Linked DNA regions of Mus musculus: all the other regions are linked to region 1. A link is a contact called in public Hi-C, HiChIP or PLAC-seq and promoter capture Hi-C data. All regions are on one chromosome and are shown on one strand. The core of a region is the stretch at or near the end of the contact, and the rest is flanking DNA. Distances in the headings are between cores, read along the strand shown.

Region 1 (3,068 bases), core at 491-2,990:
GAAGGGGAAAATGTTGCAAACGTTGTAGGAAGTACCAATTAACAAAATAATCATAAACCTTAATGGGTGAGTGGGGGGGCCAATGTCCCCATGGGCTTCTAACATCTCGACCTTACTACATTTTGAGCGGGGTGGGGGGTTGGGGGTGGAGCACAAGGCCTCCACCACTCTTCAAAGCCTCACCCATATGGCAACTGACTTGTCTGCACATGAGGGGGTACACAAGCTTCAGGTGTAGGGGATTTTTACTTTGTTTTGAAAGTCATTGGCCCCTCTAATCACAGTTAAACTGGGAGGGGGAGGAGAGACTAAGAAAGGGTGACTGTCATGGGGGCAAGTTTAGGGTTAGAAGCTAGACTTTAACAATTTCCTCCCTAGTCTGGAAAAGCTGCCTCCAATCCCTGAAAGAAGAGAGTCAATAGCATTACAGGGTTAAGACCAGGGTCGTCGTCTCCTGTAGCGGCGTCTGTTCCTTTTTGGAACTGTGGCGCGGGCCCAAAAAGTTAAACTGAGAAACACGAACTTTCAGAGTTCCTGGGCTAAGCAGAATAGCGCCGCTCTCCCCGGGTTCAGACCTTGCATTGGACCCGGGTCTGGCTCTCCAAGGCTGGCACCTGCGAGCGCGCTCCAGGACCACGGGTGCTCGCCTCCCTGTAGCGCCCCTCCTCTACACCACAGCAGGAAGGAAGAAGCAGCTGGCGCGCACGTCCCAGCAGCTAGGGGCCTGTCCCCCATCCTTCTCGGCTCTGATCCTCCACACCCGATCTTCCCCGGCTGCAGGCAAATCTCTGCAGCCCCCGACTCAGCAGTGGCCGGCTTCTTCCAATCTGGCACTGGGAGAGCTTGCTCCTTCCTAGCCCCGGCCCTCCACAAAGGCGCGTTGGATTTAAGGGACAACGGAGAGGGCAGGGGTTGTGAGGGTGTAGTTTGCACCCTGATGCTTGTGGCTTGTTTGTGCGGAGAGCGTCTCCCCAGCATCCTCCCTCCCCCAGAAGCTCTGCAAACCCAGCGGCTGCACCAGCTCGGCCCCTCTGCAGCCATCCTCGACGCCGAGACTTGCGTGCAAACAAAAAGGAGAAGGGGAGGGGCCCGGGAAACCGGAGCCCCCTGCACCAAGCAGGACTCATCTCCTGTGGCCCTCAGCGGACAGGGTTTCCTTAGGGGGCTTCAGGTGGGACCCCAGGTTCTCCCCACCCAACGCCACCATATCCACGCCCTCTGGCCGCCACTTAAGTGAAGGTTCCGAGTTCACTTCCTTTGTCTGGATGCTCTCAGCACCGCCTCCCCCAACCTCCAGCTTTGCAACCTTGACGTCGACTCCTGCAGGGGCTGAGGCTGGCGGGTTAACCCGCACTGGGTGTCCGTGCCACTCTCCGGCCTCGTACCCGGAGCCGGCACTAGGAGGCTGCCGGGCTGCGCAGCCACCCGGGTTAAACTGGCGGCCGCCAAAGGCGCAGGATACTCACCAGTGAATGGGGAAATATACAGACATGAAGTCCTAGGGGAGGCTGACCCACGCCCTTGTGATTAAGAAAAACAAAACAAAACAAAACAAACAAACAAACAAAAAAAAACCAGTCACTGAGTCCTGAATGAGATTGGCAGGGGCGCAGAGGAGAGCAGCGGGCAGCCGAGAGCGGGTACTGGGCTAGCGCCGGTCCGCCTTCCGGAGACAGCCTCGCTGCCAACGGCGTAGGCAGTGCAGACCAAGCTCTCCGCTCTCCACCGATCTCCGGGTCCCACAAAGAGCCCGGGAAGCAGCATTTATAAGGGAGGGGCGGGGCTTGTCGGCGAGCGGCCCCGCCTCTCCTCGCCCACTCTTAGAATAACGTCACCAAAATCATGAATGGCTTCAGCGCTCATAGCTCCCGCGGGCGGCGGCGGGGACCAGCCGGGCTCTGCACCCTGCCTGAGCTGGCTCCCAGCAGCTACGAGCCCGCCCCCCTCCCCACCGTTGACACACACGCGTGTTCCCGAGCTGGAGTTCAATGTCAACGCAGCTTCCTGACCATAAATCCGCAGCGTCCGCAGCCCCCTCTCTGAACACAGGGACTCTAAGGGCTACGGGGATGGGTGGGCGTGAGGAAGGAATGGGGGCCCACGCGGGAAGAGACAGATCGCCGGGGGAGGGCGCCATTCTTCCATCCGAGCGCCCGCTGTCGGGTTCTCTGTGACTTCCACATCTCAGGACCCTTCACTGGTCATCCATGCAAAGTAGGCCTCTCTTGGACATTATCGCCTGTGGCATCCCGATCGTGGCGGGGCCGGGGGAAAAAGGAAAAGATGGGAAAGAAGGCTGCACAGCTGCGGGGCTGGAGGCACCCATGCCGGAGGGGGCATTGTTGGCTTTCTAAAAGTCTGCGGTCCTGGAGTCCATGGAGGGTTCTGTTTGTGGGAGAAAGGATGTGGTGTCTTACTAGGGTTTTTCCGTTGCGCGAGCGCGCTTGCGTGTGCACACACACACACACACACACACACACAGAGTAGCATATACGGTTTGCATTGGGAGTAGAGGGTGAGGAGAACGAGCGGAATACAAGTACACCCGGCTAGCCTTAGCTCCCAGAGCCCATCTGATAGAAAACACAGAGTTGAGAGACTGACTCCTTCATAGCCCAGGAATTGCAGTTCCGGTGTCTATCTTGGAGACTAAACTGCTGTGCAGCCCCTACAGCCAGGAAGAACGGAGTCTGACTCAGTACCCAGCGCTGCCCCGCTGTGGCCTCTGTTTCAATTACTCTTGTAAAACAGCTTCCTAACCTTGACCTATGTGCATAAAGGGACTGGGGAAAGGGAGAGCCGTGGTCGAAAACTAAACACAATTAAATGTGATTTAAAATAAGTCTGCACCCTGAAAGAAAAGCGTACTGGTTATATCCAGCAAAAAGCTGCTGGCATCAAGAGACGAGTTTTCAGTAGCAGGGGCCACGCGGATGTTGAGAAAGAGGACCTCATAATTTTCAGCATCTACTCTTTCTAAGAGCAACTTTGCAATAACTGCTTTCCCAACTATGCGTACCTATATACATCCTGAGTAAAAACTGGAGCGTCCTAAAAGAGCCGTATTT
Region 2 (2,797 bases), core at 238-2,737, 380 kb before region 1:
GCTGCATATGGGACATACCTAGAACTCTGTATCCTTCGATCTGAAACCACAAAATGTCCTCAGAGAACAACTCCGAGTAACTCTGGGCCACCGAAGAACTGCCTGCGTGCAAAGTTGGCGAACACATGGATGCTTCTTTGGTTTTGCGGCTGTGTTGACTCCATAGCTGCTGGGTTATAAGGTGCGACAAGAGAAACAATACTGCCTTTGGGAAGTAGATTTCAGTCCAGGCTGATATACCTATCCATTTTCTGCACCCAGAACATTATTGCAATTCCCTAAGAAGACATAACTTTCTTCAGTGTTGGGAGAATGGTCCTGGATTAAGCAGAATGTGGTGAAATACTGCCCCCTGGTGGTCATAGTTGCTGCTTCAACTCTTCTACCTTCTAAGGTTCCTGGGCCAGCAAGTGTCCAGTGGTCTTTATGAGGACCGTAACCTGGGTATCATCCGAGTTGCCACAGCCAAATATACAACCCTGTGTCCTTCCTAACGTTTCCTTCACTGCCATCTCACGGTTGTCCCAAAGAGGGGGCTAGAATGCTGCAGCTGTCCACTTCTGGGTGGCTCCTGTATGACACACAGAACCATCATCTTCCCACAAAACTATAGGCTCATGCTTTAGAGCAGAAGGCACTGAAGCAGGAGGAGAAAATACACACATTCAGACAACTTGGTGTAACTTGCTTGCACCCGCAGGACCCTCTTGGGCCTGATCATGAATGTATATACCACTTCCACTTGATAATAGATTATTTGTGGACCTGTCCCCATAATCTTTGAATCCACTGTCCCTTTTATGCCCCCAGAAAGAGTCTTGGAAAAGAGCTCTTGACCAAAGAGAGGAAAATCGCCTGCTCCCGACCTATGCTGCCCCTGAGACACACACTGTTTGGGTCTATCACATGCCATGGTATCTTATGTCTATATATGTTTCCAGCTCAGGGCAGCAACAAAGATCAGAGCATACACTGATTGCTCTGTGAATGGTAAGAGCAGAGTTGATGGAGCACAGTGGAAAACAAGGAACATGGTGGCTTAGACAGCCTTAACCCAGAACCACCCAGCCTAAGGCTCAGGTCTGCTCTGCCTCTATTGGGCGATGTCCTAGGGGGAAGGCTTTCTCTGTCTGGGCCCCTTCTCCGAAAAGTAAGACTGATACAAGGACCTCTAAGGTCTATTCTATACATCAGGGTTGGGGAACAAGTTCCTAAGAGTCTAAGCAGCAACTAGCACGGAAGGCAGCATTTAATCACCATGAAAAAGACCCACTGGTTCACTAACAGCCCTAGCGACTCACACTGTCCGGGGCAGTATGCGGGACCGCGCTCTCTCCACACAGCATGGGAGCAGATGCGTCTCTCTCTACCTTGGATGTTTATCGGCATGAAAATGAACAACCTCTTCCACCTACCTGGAGTTAGCCATCATCCCTGGACAGATGCTGGTGAGACAGTGACACCTAGTGGCGAACCTACCAATAACTGTCCAGCCCCACAGCGGGCCCTGCAGGCAAAGAGCCTGCCAGAAGTCTGCTCCGGGCTGTGGTTAACCAAGAGCAGTAACTCACAATGTGAGCATTGGAGGCTGAAGTGGGTCCCTTAAAGTTATGCCTCAGTCTGGCCCTAATTAGTTTCTTCAATTAGTTTGACATGGCCCTTGAAGCCTTCACTTGTTCCCCAAGTCTAATACGGAGTTCTTACCAGATAGGAGTAGCCCAAAGCCCAATAAAGGAATCCTGGATTTCACCTATGTCATTTCTGTCCGCCCCCATCCCCGTATGGCTGTGTAACAGATCAGGCCACTGACTCAGATACTGCATGCAAAGACTTCAGTTCACCCCCAAATGCCATTGTCTGCAGAGGGAAAACAGTAGACACTCGTGGGATAAGGTTTTCCCTAGACGGCAGCAGAGGTCTGTACAGGAGTAACCCGTCCGACACCCCGCCCCCCACCCGGAAGGAAGTGGTAATTGGCTCAGACTGAGGATACAAATTCTAGAGTCGCCATAGCCTCTGATGGTGCGTGGCCACTTTCTCTTATGAAATCATGTTTAGCACCAACCTTCTAAAGGTGAGAGCTGGAGTACTGCCATTTCAAAACACCTGCTATGTCACACCCACAACTTAAATAGGGAAAGCTAACTCACATGCACATGCAATTACCAAGAATAAAAGGCAGTTATTTTCTTTAAAGGATTGACGTTGGGGCCCAGGAGGCTTCCTGCTGGGTACTGGAGACACTCACTGGAGATGGGACCTGGAACTCCCTTGTGCTGTTGGCTACGACACTAAGCCTTGAGATGCCTCGCTATCTCCATCTAGTGGTGATGATGAACATTACACCAGTGGGGAAAGGAGACACAAGCCAAGAATTTCAAAGTCGGCGGGCACTGAAGATTTTGAGTTGAGAGGCAATGCTTGGCTCTGTGTTTTGTATGTCTCTAGTGAATTATAAGTCTTTGAAGTAAAGATTACCATCCATTCTAACACTGGGAAAATAACACTAAAAGCTAAGAGAAGTAACTTGAGATGAGCATGCAATTAGTAATTGCTGAGCTGGTATTTAAACTGATATATGTGTGGATCTGGAGTGTATTTCCACACCCAGCCAGCAGTACCTCTGCCTATAAAGTATTTGGGGCAGTAACTTTTTAAAAATTCTTGAACAACTGATGAGTGAGTTTTATTTCATCCCTTCCGGTCCTTCCAGCTCAGGCTCTCTCTCTCTATCTCTCTCTCTCTCTCTCTCTATCCCTATCTCTATCTCTATCTCTATCTCTATCTCTATCTCTAT
Region 3 (3,035 bases), core at 158-2,657, 310 kb before region 1:
GAGGGAGCCTTGAGAGATTAGAGCCTTGACCAGCATGCAGCTCACTCTGCTTCATGCTTGTGGTAAAAGATGTGATTGCTCAGCTTCCTGTTCCTGCTGCCATGCCTGCCACATGTGCCATGCTTATCCGTCATGATGGTCTCCTACACTCTAGAACTGAAAGCCAAAACAAATCCTTTTCTACAAGTTGCCTTGGGCATGGTATTTTATCACAGCAACAGAAAAGTAGCATACCACTCTAGCACGACTCTTTATCAGGGATTGTCATACCTACATCCACTGACTCCCTTGGGCCTTGTGTGCTTGTACACCTAGTCACACAGCTCTCTCCAGGCCACTCTGGCACCTCCTCTGTGGACTGCTGGGTTACATGATTTCTGAGCACCATATGCCCTGGGTTTGTCTCCTCTTCTCTATCCCTGGGTGACCTCAATACCAAATATGTGTTTCTGACTTCTAAACTTGTAACTCCAGCTGGTCCTTCATTTCTGGACTCATATATTTGACCACTTATCTTACATCATCTTGGATGTCTAATAAGCATCTCAAATAAATGTGACCTAAACTCAACTTCAACCCAGTCTTTCTGTAAAACCTGTGCTTTCCTCAGCAATTCCAGAGCCATTCTTGTCATTCTCAGATATCCAAGACCCAAATGAAAATTCTATTGATTCTACTTCAAAATATAATCCCAAAGCCGTCACTTCTCACTTCACCTATTTTCTGCACTGTCTGTCTCATCTAGATCATTAAGAACATAAATGGCTTTTGCTAGCTTATCTGCTACCTGAACACTTCCTTACTGTAATGGCAGAGTAACGCTTTCAGAATGTTAGCCACAACACAACATGTTAACTTCCCTATTCTTCTGTCCAGTAGCTGCCTGTCTCACTGGGAAGCCCTGTGCTATCCATGAGCTTTTACTATTTGCTCCCACTTCCTACTGCCTAATGCCCTGGCTCTCCCTGCTCTAGCCACAATGAGTACCAGGTTCTTTGTTGTACATGCTAGGAGTATGTTGCCTGTTCTTCTATCAAAGAGGCCCCGGTTCCACCCTATTGAAATGGCAGGTTTTCTAATTCCTTGGCACATACTGTCACTGATACACTATAGATTTATTTATTCCATCTTTTTCTTCTGCTAAATGTAAGCATAACATTTACATTTATGTAAGCATAATGGCAGAAATTTTCTAGTAACTTCACCATATTATGGAATCAGCATTCCAACATGCAGATATGGAGAGACTGAGCTAAGCCTCTCTCGGGGATACCTCTGCCTGAGTGAGCCTGAGAGCAATTTTCTCTAACAGCCTGAAGTGGGAAGGGTCAGTGAGACTCAGCTGGTCAGTGACTGAGATTAACAATCCTGTAAACCTGAAGAGAGAAGGCCAGAGTAGTTGCTGTTTCTCCTGTCCCTATCTGCAAAACCACTGCTACACTGCTCTGCAGCTGCTGGTGTTCCTGATGGGCTGTCAGCTGCCCTGTGGTGATAAAATTCCACAAAATACAGTGAACCGTCAAGGTCACCAGTATGTGTTCCGGACGCTAGACGGAACATACCAGGGTTTCCACACAATGCCAGAAGGCCCACAAGTTTAGAGATAACTGATAGGTCCCTCTGCCTTTTCTATCCCCTGGATGTTGACTTTTTAGCCATGGTATATTTAACAATGCTAAGTACATATGCTATTTTGAAGATGGAATTATTTTCTGAAATTCTAGACTACAATCCTCTCTGCTTTGTGTATTAGTTCTCTCTGATAACAAAAGAAGCCTCATTAAGTATTCTGGGAAGCAGCCTCTCTCTTCAGATATTATCATAGGAGCATTTGTTTCCTAATTAATTCCCAAGGATGTCTTTAAATAGAATCATTAACCCCCTTACAGCAGTTTTCATTCTCTACTGTGCTATTTCTTCCCCTTTCTATCTGTAAGACACATGGGGCCCCCCACTAGGTAGAAAAATATTCTCACAGAACATTTTAATCAGGGCAGACACATTCTCCAAGTGCTGTAATTGCTGCCTTACAAATGACATTCTTGTTCTGTCTGCTCCTTCCCCTGAGTTAGAGACCCTCCTTCTAGCATAATGTGTCTGTCAACCACCTTGCCTGCTGAGCCAGCCAAGGTGTGCTCCTTGCTGCTGGGCAGCTTCCAGCTCCTAAGAGCTCCCCAGGCCTTTGAGGAATTCTAACTGGGCCTGTGCTCCCTTAGCTCCCCACTCACAGAGGTGCCTCTGGTTGGTCTTGTTTTGTTTGTTTGTTTAATGACCAGACCAAGCCAAGCATCACTCCCTGGTTTTCATTTATCTATCTATATAGATATACCTACCTGATATGAGCACACTGTTGCTGTTTTCAGACACACCAGAAGAGGGTACTGGATCCCATTTGGTTGTGAGCCACCCTGTGGTTGCTGGGATTTGAACTCAGGACCTCTGGAAGAGCAGTCAGTGCTCTTAACCTCTGAGCCATCTCTCCAGCCCCTCAAAAGTGTCTTTCTCTGCCTAGTCCCTGTCCTTTTAACTTGGGTTTCTAGCATGGCAGATTTCAGAGAATAGCTCCTCAGGGCAGAAAGCAGGAAATGGGGAAGGGGGTGGGGGAAGGGAGTGAGGTGAGGGGGCTTGTGGGGGAGAGGGACAGAGCAGCTCTCAGGGTTCCCAGAAACTTGTTAACTCTGGTGCACAGCTGGAAATGGGGCCTGTGAAGGGTGCCTCTCCTGGTATTCCTTTCACCCTCTGCTGACAGAATGAAAACAAGTGCTCGCTCACCTTTCCTCCCTCCCTCCCCCTCACGCCCCACCCCCCACACTTATTCTGTCCCTGAGGCTTCCTGAAGCTACAGGTTAGTTGAGACCAATTGTTTGGTTTGCTTACAATGGCCTTCCTTGGTACAGCATTTTCTGGACCTTTTTCCCCTGAAGCAAATTAGAACACATGCTTTGGCTTCATATTATTTGTTTACTTAAGTTTATCCCTATTCACATAGCAATGCCAACTTTTTCGTTTACATATAAGGGGAAGGAGTTTGAACT
Region 4 (2,976 bases), core at 130-2,629, 360 kb before region 1:
TGCTTGCAGGTCGTAACACTACTGGGACATGTGCATCTTTCATTGGGTGGCAGTCACTCGCTATCTCTGCAGGTCGCTGCTACTACTTTCTCTGCCGGCTCCTTTCTGCATGCCGCATGCACATGTGCCACCTCATTAATCTTCAAACTGCCCAGAGCAGCTAGCGGAGTGGAGGATATGGGGAGTGACTGCAGGCTTCTTTGATCCAGGACAAACATGGCACTCCTCTTTGCTCGGAAGGCCAGAGGGGACTAGAACATGGTTCCAGAAGAAGCAGGCCCATACAGGCTCTAAGTGTCTCTCCGTGAGGCTGGTACGCAGTGGGAGGACATTCACGGACAATGTTTCCTAAAGGAAATGTGCAATTTCGTGACTGGATCAGCTTGAAGTCTCTGTGCTTGATCGATAGGGATGATGAAGAGGGAGGCTGAAAACCAGGGTGAGGATGCGGCTAGTGGATAAATGTTTTTTAACTCGGATGAGATATCTGTCAAGGTAGAAATAAAAAAAGGTACAGAGAGATCCTTTTCTAGGCCTGTTGAGTGAACATCTTGACCATATGCAGGCAGGCAGGCAGGTCAGTAGGTGTCTGGAATGGAGATGTTAATCATACAGGGCTGCCTAATCAGAAGGAGTCCAGAAAGGCAGTGAGCTCAGTGGGCTATCTGAGTCCAGAGGAGCCACACAGTCAGTAGACTAGAACCTGAAAGTCAGGCATAGCCACAGAATAAAGTCGACTAGAATAAAGCTTTTGATAGACACCTGCCCCGGCAAAACTGAAGTCAGAGAAGCGCTCAGGACAGGCCTACTCAAGGTCAAATCTCCTGAGCCATTGGACCATAAATATTTATTTTTATGATTAAAAAATGTACATGTATAAAGATGTTTAAACAGACTTTCAGTATAGATTTTTATTTTTTATTATATGTATGGGGAGCAGGTATGTGCATCTGAGTGTGGGTGCCAACAAAAGATGGAACAAAACATTGGATCCCCATAAAACTGGAGTTACTGGTAGCTGTGAGCCGCCCAACATGGGTGGTGGGGATAAAACTCCGGTCCTCTGGAAGAGGTTCAAGAGTCTGGCCTGAGTCACTGAACTTTACATTTCTTGGGTTGCCTGAGTCTGCCATGTATTACAACATGGCAGAACTCATGCATAGATGTTCCAGCAGTTCCAGAAAAGAAGTCCAGGGAAACTTAAAGAAAGCGTGAAGCCAAAATGTACTTATCAGGGAAGAAAAACCTATGAGAAGCAGGCTATATCAGGCTGTAGCTGGGATATGCCCTCTTGGTTGGTGATCATACCAGCTGATGAGCACCAGCCAACAGAGAATTGGTGTCTTTATACTTCCTCTTTGTGGTCTAGAGGCATGAAACGGTTTGTGAAGAGAGGGGTGGTATGTTAAACTGTCTTCCTGTGCCACGCCACGCTGAACAGAAGCCACTGTGTAAAACCTTTGTAGCCAGAAGGGGTCGAATGTGGGCCATATTGGCCACCAAAGGCTTCCTGGAGAAGGCAGAGTGTACACAAACCTGCAGAATCCCTAGGTACGACAGCGTTCACCCTGTTAGTTGGGGGTGGGGTCAACAAGCAAGGAAGCAAGGACACTTCAAAGTCCAAGATGGCTCCAACTACCATCTGTGGGACACAGGAAAAAGGAAAGTTGTCCTGTGTCCCTCTCCTCCACCACTCCTCCAGCTTCTTTTGCCAGTGGGAGGGTTGGGTTTGGTTACACGGATGGCCGGTCAGAAGTCTGAGCTGGTTTCATTTGAGCTTTTTTTGTTTTTTGTTTTTTGTTTTTACTTTGAAGGGGTTAGTACAGGAAGATAGGCAAGGGATGGAACACTTCTTGTTTTCTTCTGTAGGGTCAGATCTGCCTCCCCTGTACAGCCATTGGGCAACACGGCCATGGACCCTCCACAGGCTGTGTGACATTTGTTGTATTATGTCCCACTTCGGGTTTAATGCCATATTTATCTTATTAGAATTAAATAGCACAAATTTATTTATTGTCTTAGAGTTCCTTGGTCAGAAGTGAGACTGGGTGTCCGGCATGGTATATTTTTGGGTAGACGCCCTATGGTGGCATCCATTTTCTTGCCTCTTTTCATCTTCTAGAGACAACCTGTGTTCCTCCACACTTCTCCCCTTCATCCTTCAAAGCTGGTGAAAAATCTAGTCTCTCAAATCTCATAGCAGTAACCTTCTCTTTAACATCTATCTTCCATGGGAAAGGTTCCACATGCCTTTCCTTCTGTTACTGGAATGACTAGTCTGACTTTATAAGCAGAAAGGATGGTTGAGAACCCATTTCTGGGGTTCCAAGGCACTGGCACTCACTGGTTCTGATGGGACTGTCATGGTAGGTGACAGGAACATGTTTGTGAGGGGAAAAAAAATCACACACACCCCTCAAACAACAAAGCAGCAATGTAGAGACTGATTTAGGCTTCTCTAACAACTGGGTCTAGTGAGAGTTCACTCCACAACTCCCATGTTCCCCCTAGGGGCAGAACCCCAGTGACATAAGAATTCCTACTAGCTCCTGCCTCTTCCATAATGTTTCCCTGCCATTTCCAGGCTGTGAGCTCTCAACACGTGAAGCCTGGAAGGAGGCACACCACATTCAATCCGCAGATGGACCCTTGCTCTTCCATTGGCTTACCCTACCTCATCCAGATGACCACCTCCTCATCTGCGGGGCAGTCAGGTAGCATCCTTCATCCCACCCACAGCCTTATTGGATCTAATGCATTTGCGTGTTTGGGGTTATTGGTAGGTAGACCCGTTTCAGGGGAGCACTGCTGTGCCTGCCACAGTTCGCAATGTTATTGGGCTGATGGCCTGGCTTATAATGTTATGTGCCCTTGGATATTGTATTTGAACCCTTACTCCAGGCCTTCCAGATGTGAAGGGGGATCGGTGGGGAGCAGTGTTTGTCATAATGATGAAGATGGAGTGGGAAGAAGCAG

What was found. Promoter capture Hi-C pulls out the DNA fragments that hold promoters and counts their contacts. Hi-C and Micro-C count contacts between places; a contact is called where the count stands out from the background. HiChIP or PLAC-seq counts read pairs in DNA pulled down with a chosen protein or histone mark.
Region 2: a contact with region 1 is called in an H3K4me3 HiChIP or PLAC-seq map of pro-B cells, with 9 times the contacts expected there. The contact joins the enhancer-like site here to the promoter of Lbh in region 1. A contact is called at or near these places in 12 of 39 promoter capture datasets (the 3T3-L1 cell line, the C10 cell line, the HPC-7 cell line and 6 more), 2 of 15 datasets of contacts at CTCF or cohesin (the NIH/3T3 cell line and large pre-B cells), 23 of 484 Hi-C or Micro-C datasets (the Ba/F3 cell line, the C2C12 cell line, CD4 T cells and 16 more), 27 of 115 datasets of contacts at active chromatin or transcription factors (the 230-238 cell line, DN3 thymocytes, the NIH/3T3 cell line and 23 more) and 2 of 9 other capture datasets (adipose tissue and liver).
Region 3: a promoter capture Hi-C map of the HPC-7 cell line shows a contact between it and region 1. The contact joins the enhancer-like site here to the promoter of Lbh in region 1. A contact is called at or near these places in 7 of 39 promoter capture datasets (3T3-L1-derived adipocytes, the C10 cell line, the HPC-7 cell line and 4 more), 1 of 484 Hi-C or Micro-C datasets (nephron progenitors), 18 of 115 datasets of contacts at active chromatin or transcription factors (the 230-238 cell line, the SCID.adh cell line, T-cell acute lymphoblastic leukemia and 12 more) and 1 of 9 other capture datasets (liver).
Region 4: a Hi-C map of B cells shows a contact between it and region 1, with 2.2 times the contacts expected there. The contact joins the enhancer-like site here to the promoter of Lbh in region 1. A contact is called at or near these places in 11 of 39 promoter capture datasets (3T3-L1-derived adipocytes, the C10 cell line, the HPC-7 cell line and 7 more), 1 of 15 datasets of contacts at CTCF or cohesin (the NIH/3T3 cell line), 14 of 484 Hi-C or Micro-C datasets (B cells, CD8 T cells, the HPC-7 cell line and 9 more), 21 of 115 datasets of contacts at active chromatin or transcription factors (the 230-238 cell line, DN3 thymocytes, SST interneurons and 16 more) and 1 of 9 other capture datasets (liver).

Annotation. Positions count from the first base shown.
Region 1 is chr17:72,916,977-72,920,044 of GRCm38.p6, reverse strand. It overlaps Lbh (limb-bud and heart), which reads right to left and starts at 1,740. Exons shown (of 3, transcript NM_029999.4): 1 at 1,467-1,740. The coding sequence starts at 1,492. It overlaps Gm30375 (predicted gene, 30375), which reads left to right and starts at 1,890. Exons shown (of 2, transcript NR_168598.1): 1 at 1,890-3,068.
Region 2 is chr17:73,300,976-73,303,772 of GRCm38.p6, reverse strand. No RefSeq gene overlaps it. Among named protein-coding and RNA genes, the nearest start is that of E330032C10Rik, 51 kb to the right of the region's middle. Within about 2 kb of position 1,487, at least 51 of the 459 cell types and tissues checked have an H3K27ac peak or open chromatin away from gene starts, as enhancers often do. A contact at or near this core is called in the 230-238 cell line, the Ba/F3 cell line, the HPC-7 cell line and 8 more, where this site is marked.
Region 3 is chr17:73,224,578-73,227,612 of GRCm38.p6, reverse strand. All of the region lies in intron 5 of Lclat1 (lysocardiolipin acyltransferase 1), which reads right to left. Among named protein-coding and RNA genes, the nearest start is that of E330032C10Rik, 25 kb to the left of the region's middle. Within about 2 kb of position 1,407, at least 73 of the 459 cell types and tissues checked have an H3K27ac peak or open chromatin away from gene starts, as enhancers often do. A contact at or near this core is called in the HPC-7 cell line, the SCID.adh cell line, T-cell acute lymphoblastic leukemia and 5 more, where this site is marked.
Region 4 is chr17:73,272,439-73,275,414 of GRCm38.p6, reverse strand. No RefSeq gene overlaps it. Among named protein-coding and RNA genes, the nearest start is that of E330032C10Rik, 23 kb to the right of the region's middle. Within about 2 kb of position 1,379, at least 82 of the 459 cell types and tissues checked have an H3K27ac peak or open chromatin away from gene starts, as enhancers often do. A contact at or near this core is called in the 230-238 cell line, B cells, CD8 T cells and 8 more, where this site is marked.